Linked DNA regions of Mus musculus: region 2 is linked to region 1. A link is a contact called in public Micro-C data. All regions are on one chromosome and are shown on one strand. The core of a region is the stretch at or near the end of the contact, and the rest is flanking DNA. Distances in the headings are between cores, read along the strand shown.

Region 1 (3,724 bases), core at 1,117-3,616:
TTGTCACAGCAATCAGAAAAGTAATTAACACTGACGTCAACAAGGTTTCTTCAAGCCAGGTCACATGGGAATGCTGGCCCTGCCCCTCACTGCCCCTACTCAAGGTCTACAAGCAGTCAGGGTCTCTTGACTAATCCCTTTGGGGCTTCTACCTGACTCAAACCTAACCATGGACACACATGTAGGCAGCAGTCAGGAACCAAAGGTGAGCCATCACAAGACCTTTCAGAATCAGATGTTCAACTCTGTCCCAGTCATTGTGCACAATGCAAAATACTAATGTATATGGAATTCCAGTTTATGTAATCAATAATAAAAGTTCTAATTCCTGGAATTAGTACATCTCTCTTAATATTTAAGTCAAAGAAACAAGACAAGAGTAGTGCCATGTTGAGGAATGAGCCAGAGAGGCTAGTGTGGAACGGTACCTCACGTACTTTAAGTAGACATTGTCAAGTGTAAGGAAAACTGATCCTGGGATCTCAGTGCTTGCTGGGAAACCAGAAGCCAAATAGGAGTCCCACAGGACTGAGAGAGACGGACTGATCATGGGTTAAAACAGCAGCTCTCTTTCCCCTCAACCCTTCCCACCCCCCAATGTAGGCATTTCCCTAGCAACGTGAGAACCAACACTCAGTACATGTAATATAAATGCATGAGAGTTAGTGAGGGATTTTGTTGTTTGCTTGTTTTGTTTTTCAGATCACTACAGGGTACCCACCACAACCACGGACAAATCTGACTCCTGGGGCCAGGGGTGGGGTGTCTCAGCTCTTTTCTGAAGGGAAGCAGTGTGGTCTGGGGGTAGAGGGAAAAGAGGCTGCTGCTGCTGGAATGTACTGTATGAGAGAAGAATAAATAAGAAATAAGATGGAATAAAGAGCAGGCCTGTGCCACACGATCACTGGATTCGCCTTGATGTCGACACAAATAAGGAAGGGTTTAGGAGCCAGACTTAAGAGCTCAGTGAACCCAGGCAAGCCACCAGGGAACTGGAATTAAATTCCTTAACGAAAAACAAAGGAGAGGAGACATTCTACATTCCTGTTTATACACCAAAGCTGAGACACAATTTTAACACAGAATGAAGTATACAACTGAGGCTGGTGGCCATTAAAAAGAGCTTCACGTACGTACTTCCCTCCATTCTCTATAAGGGCCCACAAATGGTTCCACGAGGGAGGAGGGGGGTCAGCTTGATGGTTGCAATGACAAAGGCATTTTATCAATATTCTCTATGCACAGTCATCTGGGATAGCCCAGGTTAGCCCACTGCACACTCTTACTACTTACTATAGTATGAACCACTGTGACCTACTTATACATCATGTCCCGCCTGATTTAGGTCACACAGGGACAGGGAAACTGCTGAAGAAAGCATTCTGGATCACAAACAGCAGAAGGCTGTCTAGGAAATGAATTGAAGATTTAAAGTAGAAGTTGATTACCGAAGTCCCTTAAGGTCAAAAGGCGTGTCTGGCCTTAAGTTGTTCCTTAACTTAATACTCTCACAGGCAAGGAGACCAGGGGTGTGGGTGGAGAGGGGGGAAGGAGTTAGAGAAGAGAGCGCTCTGGGAAAAGCTAGGGAAGAAGGGCCAGGGGGGTCTGTAACACTGCTCACATGAAGAGAAGAAGGCAATGGGGTTCTGGAGCTCTGGCAGGGCAGGACTTAAGGCTATAAAAAGAGGACTGGAGGGGGGGGGGGGAACGACAACACACAAAGCACCCAGGCCAAGGCACTTAAAGGTTTCTCTTCCAAACCACATGTGAAAGGCTGTCTCCTCCCCACCTCCCAGAGCCAGGCCTGGAAGATACTGTCTTGTTCAAGTCTGGCTGAAGCTAACCTCTAAGCTTCTACAAGTACAGAATTAATCAGTTCAAATACCAACTGGTTTGTGTCACAGGGAATCATTGTGTCCTGTGCTAGACTGGCCTGGCTGTCAGCTTCTCCCGAAGTGCGACCTGAAGTGCACAAGTCACAAACGGGCTGAGGGCAGTCCCTGCTTTCTTGAGAGGCAACTATGCGTTCTCTGATGGCTGCTTTGCACTTGGCGTTAGAAGGCCTAAGTCTGGAAACCCCACTTTCTGGTTTTAGGGATCAGATAGCATTAAGAGAGAAGGGAAGGATGGGGAAAATGAACGAGAGGAGACAGGGAGACAGACAAAGCATCACAGTAACAAATGAAAGCTTCCTCAGAAGCAGCTGGCGGCCCAAGACGAGGAACACTTTTCTTTCCAATCCTCAGAGCCACAGACACAGGCAGTATCTCACCATTTGGCACAGAACCATCACTTCCCACTAGGACAGTGAGCCCTTTGCCCCAGATAATGATGAGCCTGTTCCTGAAATAAAGGGTCACATGGGGTCGCTGGAGAGGTTGCTGGCCTTCGGAGACCCTGGCTTTTATTAAGAGCTGATGAGTCACCCCCACCCTGTGTTCCTGTGCCCTTCATTCATTTGAAAATATAACTTGTTTAGAGTAAATGCCTAGACCGTGAGACCTTGAGAACGACACTAGGGATGGGTGCCTCCCTCTTCTCACAGCTACCGCTGAGCTCTGGGCTCTGGGGAGAGGCAGGGTACCTGATGTCCTCTTGGTGCTGGCTCTGGGCAGCTTCCTCTCTGGCTTTTTCTAGCTCCTCTCAGTCCCCTGAAAGGCACTTGGGGAAGTGCCCTTATGCACCCCAGACCTACCCACAATATCACTCTTCAGGTCCTAGCAGCCCTGTCAGCAGCCTGTCACAGCGTAAGGTAAGATGTCACATGGACCCAGAGGGTCAAACAGAACTGCATCCAGATGAGACATCACTGCCCATCTGGTCACATCCCCAGAGGAGGATGGTCACCTACGAACTGACTCCTGGGCTAAAACACGGCATACATGTGGCTATGATGCTACACAGTGGAGGTGAACCTCTATACAAACAAGAGGAATATGACCAGCCTTGCAGAAAGTATACAATGATATTATTATATTTTAGGAAAAGTTAACTCATGTCAGGAAATGTAAAATATCATCTTAGAAATATTTCTCTTCCCCAATAGATCCAGGATAACACACATTTTTAAATTTAATTTTATTTATTTTTTATGAGGGTGAGATTCATCTAGGAGGCATTCTGTAGGCTGGATGTGGCTGCTCATGGGGTTTGCGGATGCTATCTGCACTGTAAATTTTTGTGCAGATCAAGGGCGGGACTAAGACTTACTATGGTGGTTTGCATAACAATGATGACGCCCATAGGCCATAGAAAGTGGTGCCATCAAGAGATTCAGGCTTGTTGGAGTAGGTGTGGCTTTGTTGGAGGAAATACATAACTAGGAAGTGGGCTCTGAGGTCTCAAAAGCTCAAGCCAGCTTACTTCCTAGGGCCTGCCAATTGGATGTAGAACTCTCAGTTCCTTCTCCCACATGGTGTCTGCCTGCAGGCTGCCATGTTTCCTGCCATGCAGATACTGGACTAAATCCCTGAACTGTAAACCGGTCCCAATGAAATGTTTTCTTTAATAAAAGTTTTTGTGAAGCCGGGTGTGGTGGCGTGAGCCTTTAATCCCAGCACTTAGGAGGCAGAGGCAGGAGGATTTCTGAGTTCGAGGCCAGCCTGGTCTACAAAGTGAGTTCCAGGACAGCCAGAGCTATATAGAGAAATCCTGTCTTGAAAAAACAAAAAACAAAAAACAAAAAGTTTTTATGGTATTGGTGTCTCTTCACAGGAACAAAAAA
Region 2 (4,091 bases), core at 235-2,734, 240 kb before region 1:
GGCTGACAGAGGCTCAAAGGAGACATCACAGTCAGCAACTTGACAGGGTCACCTGGCCTGGCCTAAGAATCTAGCATTGTGAACAACTTGCAAGAAGGCTAGCTTTGAAGAGTGAGGAGGTCACCTGGTCCCTAGAGGGACTCTCAGACTCACAGGGAGAATCTCTAGGTTAGGGGAAAGCTCAATGTCCATTACCATACTGTTGTAAATTATGTTCTTGCCCCTTAAATCTAAAACCACTTTAGAGTATCAGCAAAAAGTACGCATGAGGGGATATCACACTCCAAGGGAACTATATTACACTTCAGAAGTTGAGCCGTAATACAGTCTTCCTACCAGCTTGACTGGGTTTGCATTAACTGTCTACCCTGAGGCATCCCCGAGCGTTTGCCCAGAAGACCCACCTGCCTTTCCTACATGAGAAAGCTGCAGAGGCTGAGGGGTAAATGGGGCACATCTTTCCTCAAGCACCTTTTCCTATTCCCTGCACCCTTCAAGGACGTTTCTTCCAGGTTCATGCCAATCTCTATGATACTTTTCCATTCCAGTTTTGGAGGAGGGAAAATAATTCTTCTACAGCCACAAAATTTCTAGAAAATTGATGCTTGCAGTTTCCTATTTGAATTATATTCATAGTTGGGAGATAGAAGATCTTAACTATAAATGATGGCCAGGAAGAGATCTTTATAGTTATTTTTTTCTAATAGTAATAATTACCTTCTAATTTGCTGTGCAATACAAAAGTTAGCAATTTCCTATAAAATCATATGAAATAAGTAGTCTCCAAATGAACTGCATGCAGTCCAGACAGGGCATAAAACCATCACATAGTTCATGAAGTTGCCTTCACATGACAAAAGATTCCTGCCAACAGAGATCCACACCCTTTCCCATAAGCACCCAGCTCATGGAGAAGGTACAGCCACAGGGCACCTTTGATTGTGACTGGGCCCAGGGTCACAGAGACTCAGGTGAGAGGAGAGAACTGTCACTCTGGGTTGTACTCCTAAGCACAGAAAGAAGACTACAGCAGACATGAGGGACTGAGGCTCAGTCACATTCTGACCCCAACAGGGGACACTTCCACTTGTGCCAGACACCAGAGAGTGACCCAACAGCAAAGCTGTTCCAACTGTGGCTATTGCCTCTCAGTGGGGACCAGAGCACACAGTGAGGTCCCAATGTGTCCTTACAGGCCCTCTGCAAATGGAGACATACTGTGGACACAGGCTCTGTCCTCCACAGACCCTTTTCTGCCTTCCTAAAATCTTTGGTTAGAACCATGGGACTTTTAATGCATGGACCAGAGGGATCAGATGTGGTAGTGAAAGCTGATACCCGGCCAAGGGGAAAGTGAGCGAGGGAAATTCCATTTGTCAGAACCCTGTGCCTATTAAGCTCATTTCTATTTCAGTGTGCTTATAATTACACCAGGACCCAAGGGCCTTTCCTAGGACGAGAGTAAACAGATGATTAGCTGTTCTGAGATCCAGAGTGAAGGTCATGCCTGCTGCCTGGGACGAGGAATGGCCACAAGTCTGAGCTGCAAGGGGGTTATGCTTAGCAATAGGAAGTTCATCTAAAGACTCCTCTTGGATTGAGAAGCAGGTTTTTAGAGACACGACATGCTTGTCATCTGTCAGACGTGACGCTCTTAGGTGGTTCCTCTTCCCCTGTTAACTCTCACGACATTTTCTTAGTTGTTTTCCAAGTGTTATTATGCTTAACCATCTGGCCAACTGCTTTAGCAAGGAAAGTAATTAAAAAACTTCACAAGGGTTAGGACTTTAATTAGATCACACAATTTTTGATGACAAGTGATGAGGAAGGACTTAAAGAGTTCTCATTCATTTCCTGCCTCTATTTATTTATAGACACTGGTTCTCTTTCTTTCTCCTCCTCCCATTTCTCCGACCTCTTCTGTCCCCTCCCCACTTTGTTCCCTCCCTCCTTCCGCTGAGGATCAAACTCAGGGTCTAATGCTAGACAAGTCCTCTACTGAGGTATATTCTCAGCCCTACACAGTTGTTCTTGATTGAGGAGTTTGAATCGAGCCTTTCTGCACAATACTACTGAAAGGTGGTTGTGGCCTTTACACCCAATTTTCCCTTGAAGGATTCAACACTGACACCAGAGAACTCAGGGCAAGGATCCAAGACTAGGGAGAATAGCCAGGACAGATCAGGCTAGTGGCTCTCAGGAAAAGCTTCCTCTAGCTCAAAAGGTCCTTCTCAGGGTACCTGACCAGATGGATGGGTGGTCAGATCCTCAGCCACATGGCACCCTGGGTGAGCAGCAGGAGGCTGAGGAGGAGAGGACAGACAGATCTGGTAGGACAGAGAAGGCAGGTTCCAGGATGACAGCCCTGCCACACCTCCGGAGGAGGCTGGAGGCTAGCTCTGGGAAGAGGTCTTTAAGAAAAGGGATGTGGAGTTGGCTGAGGAAAGTGGGGATAACAGAATGGAAAAGGCGCAAATCAGGAAAAACAGCAACTAAAATTGCCCCCAAACAGCATGGCTCCCACCCAGGGATTGCAAGAAGCAGTAAGTAGTCTCCTCTTAAGGGACAGACAGACTGATCGGGAAGCTGGCCGACACTAGAGAGTCAGTGTACAATGTTTTCTCCTATCACCTTCCTGGCAGGGGAAGGGGTCCACAAGTGACGCCTGTGTCCTTCCTTTTGGCTAACAGACCGTGGAGACAATGGACCCTGAGAAATTGGAATGTCCCCAGAGGTGGCATGGTGGGGAAAGGAAGAGGCTGTGGCCCTACTGGCCAGAGGAAAGGGAGTCCATGCCTTTGACAATTTGTCAGAGCATCCTACAGGAGAACCTGGGGCCAAGAAGACGAAGACTAGACTGAGAGCGATGCATATCTCCTGCCCTCTCTTTAAACCTAAACCTCTGGCCAGGACGCAAAGGTGATCTGGGGAGGTGTCACTGGACCGCTCCCTCTTCTTCCCAATGTGACAGCATTGATGAGATCTCCTCCCTCTGCTTTTCAGTGTGAACTGTCTCTAACTGGCCTGTTGAGGGCAGGAATCTGAGCATGGCTTGTTAGGACTCCAGGGCTCAGGTCTCCCCACTCCCAACCCCCCCCATCCGATCCCCCAACCCACACAAACAGTCTCAAGGGAAAGCAAGGCACACAACTGCTGGAGAGTGAAAGTGCCAAGCAAGCTGCAGCATTGCAGCATGCAGGGCCAGTAAGGCAGGGCGGGGGAGTCTCTGATGCTATTGCACAGTAGAACAGCCAACTGTGCAACAAATACTGCAACGTGGCTAGAAGAGAGGGTTCTGAAGTTCTTAACCCAAACCCAAGATAAATACTCAGCCTTCCTAATGCTGTGACCCCTTAGTACAGTTCCTCATGCTGGGGTGACTCTCAGCCATAAAATTATTTCGGGGCTACTTTATAACTGTAATATTGCTAATGTTATGAACTGTAATGTAAATATCTGATATGCAAGGTATCTGATATGTGACCCTCGAAGGGGTCCCAACCCAGTTGGAGAACAGGTGATTTAAGGTGAAAGCCAATCCCACTGTGCACATGTACATCGCACAGCTCATATGCATAGACAGATGTTACATGCCCATCAAAAATAAATCTTAGGTAACATAGCTGCAGGGCCAGAACTTGGGAGGCGGAGACAGGAGATCAAGAGGTGGGGTGGACTTTATCTACAGAAGGGGTTTGAGGCCAGGGGAGGCTATGTGACCTTGTCTCAACAAACAACAAATAAACAACCCCAACCCCCTCCAAACAATCCAAATGTTTTAAAGTTGATGGGATAACTCTTATATTATGTACAAGAGGAAAATAATATATTTGTACTTGATATGACACAGATCTCAGAAATAACAAATGTAGGCAGAACCTGCTACCTGGTTCTGCATAAACCATAAAGCCAATGTTACAAAGCAGAGTAGATTTAGCTGTAGTTATAAGAAAGAATGTGCAGCAAACAGGAGACTTTCGGAATAAAACCAGGAAGCCCAACAGTTTGAAACGAGGGACTAGGAAGGGTTGCTGTGTCCGTTACCTTCTTCATTTTCTGATAAAAGTCTACATCAACAGCAAAGAGGAGGG

What was found. Hi-C and Micro-C count contacts between places; a contact is called where the count stands out from the background.
Region 2: a contact with region 1 is called in a Micro-C map of granulosa cells, with 2.4 times the contacts expected there. The contact joins two enhancer-like sites. A contact is called at or near these places in 2 of 15 datasets of contacts at CTCF or cohesin (large pre-B cells and pro-B cells), 45 of 484 Hi-C or Micro-C datasets (the BV-2 cell line, the C2C12 cell line, the G1E-ER4 cell line and 31 more), 6 of 115 datasets of contacts at active chromatin or transcription factors (differentiating embryonic stem cells, embryonic stem cells, heart atrium and 2 more) and 2 of 9 other capture datasets (embryonic stem cells and embryonic tail).

What each region holds. Positions count from the first base shown.
Region 1 is chr10:45,121,388-45,125,111 of GRCm38.p6, reverse strand. All of the region lies in intron 9 of Prep (prolyl endopeptidase), which reads right to left. Among named protein-coding and RNA genes, the nearest start is that of Prep, 56 kb to the right of the region's middle. Within about 2 kb of position 2,366, at least 35 of the 459 cell types and tissues checked have an H3K27ac peak or open chromatin away from gene starts, as enhancers often do. A contact at or near this core is called in granulosa cells and heart atrium, where this site is marked.
Region 2 is chr10:45,360,929-45,365,019 of GRCm38.p6, reverse strand. All of the region lies in intron 7 of Bves (blood vessel epicardial substance), which reads right to left. Among named protein-coding and RNA genes, the nearest start is that of Bves, 27 kb to the right of the region's middle. Within about 2 kb of position 1,484, at least 12 of the 459 cell types and tissues checked have an H3K27ac peak or open chromatin away from gene starts, as enhancers often do. A contact at or near this core is called in granulosa cells and heart atrium, where this site is marked.